2 separate regions of the Mus musculus genome follow, and region 2 is linked to region 1. The links are chromatin contacts, called in public HiChIP or PLAC-seq maps. All regions are on one chromosome and are shown on one strand. Each heading gives the region's core, a stretch centred on a gene start, on an enhancer-like site or on the middle of the called end of the contact. The rest is flanking DNA. Distances are from core to core; before and after follow the strand shown. Region 1 overlaps Dlgap1 (DLG associated protein 1). Region 2 overlaps Emilin2 (elastin microfibril interfacer 2).

Region 1 (2,764 bases), core at 126-2,625:
ATTCCTCCTTCACACCAGTTAGTTTCAAAGGTTTAAGAACTGGGGCTGACGAGATGGCTCAGCGGTTAAGAGCACTGACTGCTCTTCTGAAGGTCCTGAGTTCAAATCCCAGCAACCACATGGTGGCTCACAACCCCATAATGAGATCTGATGCCCTCTTCTGGTGTGTCTGAAGACAGCTACAGTGTACTTATATATAACAATAAATAAATCTTTAAAAAAAAAAAGGTTTAAGAACTACATGGTAAAAAAACACAAAAAACAAAAAACTACATGGTTAGATTTTAGTCATAGCAGTAACCCCACGTCTGAAACCAATTTTCTTTCTTTTTTTTTAAAGATTTGTTTATTATATGTAAGTACACTGTAGCTGTCTTTAGACACACCAGAAGAGGAAGTCATATCTTGTTATGGATGGTTGTGAGCCATCATGTGGTTGCTGGGATTTGAACTCAGGACCTTCGGAAGAGCAGTCAGTGCTCTTAACCACTGAGCCATCTCTCTAGCCCCCCCCTTTTTTAAAGATTTGTTTATTTATTATATGTAAGTACATGAAACCAATTTTCTGTATGACTTAAGTCTGCCTGCTTATTTATGTTGCTTTGATCAAAATATCTCAGAGATTGGCTTCAAGTAGCAAAGATTTGTTTTATGGTTTCAGGAGAATCAGTTCATGGCTGCTTGGTCCCATGTGCTTGGGCAGAGCATCACTGGACTGGAAACACGTGATACAGTTCTTCACCTGAGGCCGACAAGAATCAGAGGAATAAGGAATAGCAATTACCTTCAGTAGCCCCAGTGACCAAGCTCCCCAGCCACGGCCCTGCTTCCCAGAGTTTTTCTCACTGCACAAGTACTTCCTCCAGTACTTGTGCTAGTCAGACCATGAGCCTTGTTTCACAGTGAATGCTGTGTGAATTCAGACCTGTGAGCACTCAACGGAAAAGAAAGTCAGAATCTTTTCCTATATGTTTGTGGAAAGAGAATTGACACAGAGACACTTTGACTTACAAAACAAACAAACAAACAAAAAACTCCCCTGCTCTGTTTCACTTGCCACTTAGAGAGCCCCTGCCCCTTCTCCTACTGCAGCCCTCCCATTGTGCTTGGTACTTAGACCGTAAGAGTTTGCTGACTATAAACAAACATACAAAAAGATATCTTGGCATTAAAAACTTACAGGAATCAGTTGGTTCTCTGCACTGTATGGTTCCCAGGGATCCAACTTAGGTCATCAAGTGAGCCACCTCACCAGCCCCAAGTCCCTATTTTTCAGAATAAAAGAAAGAGCTCACAGCAGGCTCATGACTGGGCCGAACAAGCTCTAGAGAAGCCACACCACCGTTCTCTTTGACCACAATGACAGCCACTATAAGAGATTCCTCCTTTGATCACAAGTGACTTCATATTTACACAGGTGTAAATATTTGAGCGCTTAGTGATCTCAGCTAAACGAGATACTAAAACAAAAAGTAAAAAGCAAGAGAGGGGCCTGAGAAACAGAGGCCCGAGAAACAGCCACTTTAAGTCTAAGGCTACAATCCCTGCTTTGCCCTCCTAGAAATTCTGGGTTCAACACACTCCATACCATCTCCTTAAACAACCAAACAACCAGCACCCACCCTTCTCGGTTCTCTTTCCTTTGCTTAACAATGATGTAACCTAATCAGATCGTTCCTAGCACCTGAGTTTTAAAGGCGCGCCCTTCACAGGTTTCAAATTTCAAAAGCCTGAAGTCCAGCCTAAATCCAAGCTGACCTCAAATGTATGGCCCTTAATTCTACAGAGAGCCCCCCCCGCCCCCCGCCCACCCCTTCCTTTTCCTTTTCCCCTCCTCTCTGCCTCTCTTCCTTTCTTCTCTCCCTTCTATTTTCTCTCTTTCCATTTCTTCCTCTTTGCATGTATATTTTGTTTTTTAAAGATCATTTAGTTCTCAGAAAGCAAAGAGACTATGACTTTCACTTAAGCAAAGCTGTGCTAAAATATGTCAGTGAGACTGAAGTACTAGCTCAGCAGTTAAGACCATGAGCTCCTGTAGAGGGCCTAGGTTGGTCTCTTGCACCCACTCTTCACTTGGAAGCTCTGACTGGAAAGAGTACATTTTTCAGGGAGGCTTGACCTCAGTCTCCTGCCCCTTTCTTTTGTACTTTACTTTGTATAATGAGTTATGTTGGGTCTTTATCAGAAATGCTGCCAGCTCACAAATCACCAAGACTGCTGTGGCAGAGGGGAATACATTTTCAGATCCCACAAGAACCTTGACAGGAGCTTGGTGCAAAAGCCCCTAAGAAGAAAGAACGGCCTAAGAGTCACATTCTCAACTTAGTCGCCAGACTTAGTTCTGAAAGACAAGTGCTATGGAAGCAAAGGACTAAAGAGGATGACCAGAAACTGGGGGGGGGGGGGGGGGCGGGCGGACGACCTCTGCCCTGGTATGACTGAATTTGCCTCCCTAAAATGTCCACTTGGCTTGAACGTCACTGGACCGCCAGGCAGGTCCAGACAGCAAACAAATGTCAGCATAGAAAGGTAGCGCTGTAGGTGAGCACTTACCTAGTTCCTGCTTAGGCCTGGATTCAAACTCTCCAGCCTTCACACACACACCACACCACACCACACCACACCACACTGAAGATGGCGATGCTTAGCTGTTGCTCCTTTGTGTCGCCCCCCACCCCCTTTCTGCGCAAGAACCTGTAAGAGCATTTGAAAACTGTTACACATAGAAACATTGTGGCAACACTGTAGAAAGTCTTTTCATCAG
Region 2 (2,764 bases), core at 129-2,628, 490 kb after region 1:
AGATGAACTGGGACTTCAAGGCTGGGGAAAGCCACCATCTCCAGTTGTTTCTCATAGTATATCAAATCCCTTATCCTAGCCACATCGTGTGGCACAACCAGATTCTGACCCTCTTTTCCCATGGCAGCCTCTCACCTTCTGTCTCACTGAAACACTTAGGTTTGCAACAGAACAAATCCATTCCTGTCCCAGAGCCTTCCGGACCATCTTCCTGCTAAATTAATTCTTGCTTCCCGTTATCTATCTATTCTGTTTTATCTTTCCTCGGGGTACTGATTGCTAACTAAAGTCAAACTTTCACCACCATGGCTGTTCTTCTTTTCCTCTAGAGTGTCAGATCCATGATGGCTGAGACAGGACAGAGCTTAGGAGAGATCTGCTAAATAATCTACTGAACCAGGTGTGGCGATACCTGTGACCTAGGAACTCAGGAGGTTGAGGTAGAACAATTACCATGAGTTCAAGGCCAGACTGGGATCTAGGTAAGAGAATAAGTGAATGAAACATGAATGAATGAATGAATGAATGAATGAATGAATGAATGAAAATGTAAAGAGTCAGGAGAGCTGCAGGCAAGAGCAATGAAATACTATAGTGATTACCTGCAATCCCAGGACTGGGGGGGGGGGGGGGAGGCAGGGAAATCTCAAGATCTAGTCATTCTAAGAATGAATGGTAATTAGTAGTAGTAGTAGTAGTAGTAGTAGTAGTAATAGTAGTAGTAGTAGTAGTAGTAGTTGTTCATTTTTCAGAAATTGTATACCCATCAGAGTCTCAGGAGATTCATATATATATATATACATACATACATATATATATATACACATATACATGTATGAGTTTATATATAAATATGTGTGTCCATATATGTGTGTGTGTATATATGAATGAGAGCCTTTTTTGCATATGAATCCTTTTTAAGCCCAGGCAAGAGCACATGCCTTGATAGGATACAAGAAAGACCCTCCTGAGGCCAGCTGCATAACTGAGTCCACCTATGGACCTCACAAGAGCAGACAATAGGAACCTGAGTTATATCTTGACCTGTCATCAAGCTGTACCTTAGGCCCAGTCCCCTCCTCCGGGCTGGTTCTAATTATGGGAGGAGGGACTCGCCGTGTCTCCCAATATGACAGTGTGTTACCCTTCAAAGGCTGGTTTGCTGTGACCAACAGAATGAATGAGGCAGAAGTGATTCCAAGCTACCTTGCCCCCGCCTGTCTGGACCACAGCTTTGCTTTCCATCTGTGGGCCGGTTGCCAGCTGTACCTAAGAGTGGCAGGATGTGAGGAAGCCCACGAGGACACATGTGGAGCAGGGCGACATGGAGGCTCACCACAACTCCAGGACCGTGGCCTACATGAACCTGATCCTTCCTCCAAACACAAAACACAGCTAAGAGGGTGACTCAGGCTGAGTACACAAGACAGCAGCAGAGCCTAGTTACCCTGCACAAGCCCTTGACCCAGGAATGACGGAAAATAACTACCATGGAGATTGGGGTAGGAGATTGCGCGGCAAAATATAACTCCTGTTCACACCAAAGTCTTCCCCCAAATGCCCCCTCTTCCTGCCTTTGAGTTCCACCCACTCCTCATTTATCCATTCACATTTCTTCTAGAAGTTTCTCTCATTCTCTCACCCCACTGCTCACCCTGCCATTTCTCTCAACTATGCTCAGTTATTACTTTCTTCAGCCTGAAGGCTCAGCCCTGTGCCTTTTCCCTTTGAGAAGCCCTGTGGGGATCCTAGTGAGGGGAACAGCCAGTTCTTGTGGCCCCTTTTGTTTGGCTCTCCGCCAGACTTTTGTATTCACATTTGCTACATACTAAGCCCCCATTTACTATGTCCAGGGGTGCACAGAGAGCTTGTGAGTCCACAGGCCCTTTGTACTGTAATACCTGCTCCTTCCTTGACTACAGACTGCATTGCCCCTCACAGATCTGAGGATGCTTTCTGAGGAGAGATGGCACGTGTGATCTCTGCACCCCTCAGAGAGTCTCACGTGCGGTTACAGTCGGTGCTTAGCAAATACTCTGTTGTCTTTTAACTGGTTGACATGTGACTTCAACCTTAGCTACAGGGTCACTCCAGATCCCAGGTCTCCTGGGCCTGTTGGCGCTGGAAGTCAGAGGACACCACTCACTTATTTTTGGCTCCTCTCCATCACAAGTTCTCCCAAGCCCACATGATCTGCACTCACAGCATGACCCCCAAACTGAAGGATGATACATGGAAACCGATTTGTCTCCAGACCTACCCGTCTCCAACTCCGCATAGACGAGCCTCAGAATGGACACAGATTCCCACGCTGTCCAGCACTGCCAATTAACTGGAAATATCTGGCTGTACCTATTATTGTAGAACCCAGTCCAGACAGCATTTTGACCACAAGGGACAATTACCCTCTGAACACATGGGACTCATGACCTTAACTCTACATTCCAGAGATACAGGGGCTGGGAGATCTGAGGTGGAGACTGTGACTGTGTACTACAGATAGCTAAGCCTGGGCACAGTGGCCAGTTCACAGCCGTGCTTGGCCCTGGTGACACTTTATCTATGAAATGAGCACCATGCTCTAGGACAAAGCCCAGAGCACAGCTGCCTGACTGCCATGAATTCTCCCCACACCTCATGAGGTTCCAGGATCTGGACGTGGCCTTCCCTCCCCATAGCTGTTCCTCAGTGAGAGCCTAGTCAGGAAGGCTCCGTTGTGTGGCACCAGCCCAGTGTCACCCTGGTAGAAAAGATGATAGGCCTG

What was found. HiChIP or PLAC-seq counts read pairs in DNA pulled down with a chosen protein or histone mark.
Region 2: a contact with region 1 is called in a FOXA1 HiChIP or PLAC-seq map of pancreatic cancer cells. The contact joins two enhancer-like sites.

Annotation. Positions count from the first base shown.
Region 1 is chr17:70,778,311-70,781,074 of GRCm38.p6, forward strand. The region is part of intron 8 of Dlgap1 (DLG associated protein 1); the gene reads left to right. All of the region lies in intron 3 of Gm41609 (predicted gene, 41609), which reads right to left. Among named protein-coding and RNA genes, the nearest start is that of Gm41609, 26 kb to the right of the region's middle. Within about 2 kb of position 1,376, at least 46 of the 459 cell types and tissues checked have an H3K27ac peak or open chromatin away from gene starts, as enhancers often do. A contact at or near this core is called in pancreatic cancer cells, where this site is marked.
Region 2 is chr17:71,266,188-71,268,951 of GRCm38.p6, forward strand. All of the region lies in intron 4 of Emilin2 (elastin microfibril interfacer 2), which reads right to left. Among named protein-coding and RNA genes, the nearest start is that of Emilin2, 43 kb to the right of the region's middle. Within about 2 kb of position 1,379, at least 33 of the 459 cell types and tissues checked have an H3K27ac peak or open chromatin away from gene starts, as enhancers often do. A contact at or near this core is called in pancreatic cancer cells, where this site is marked.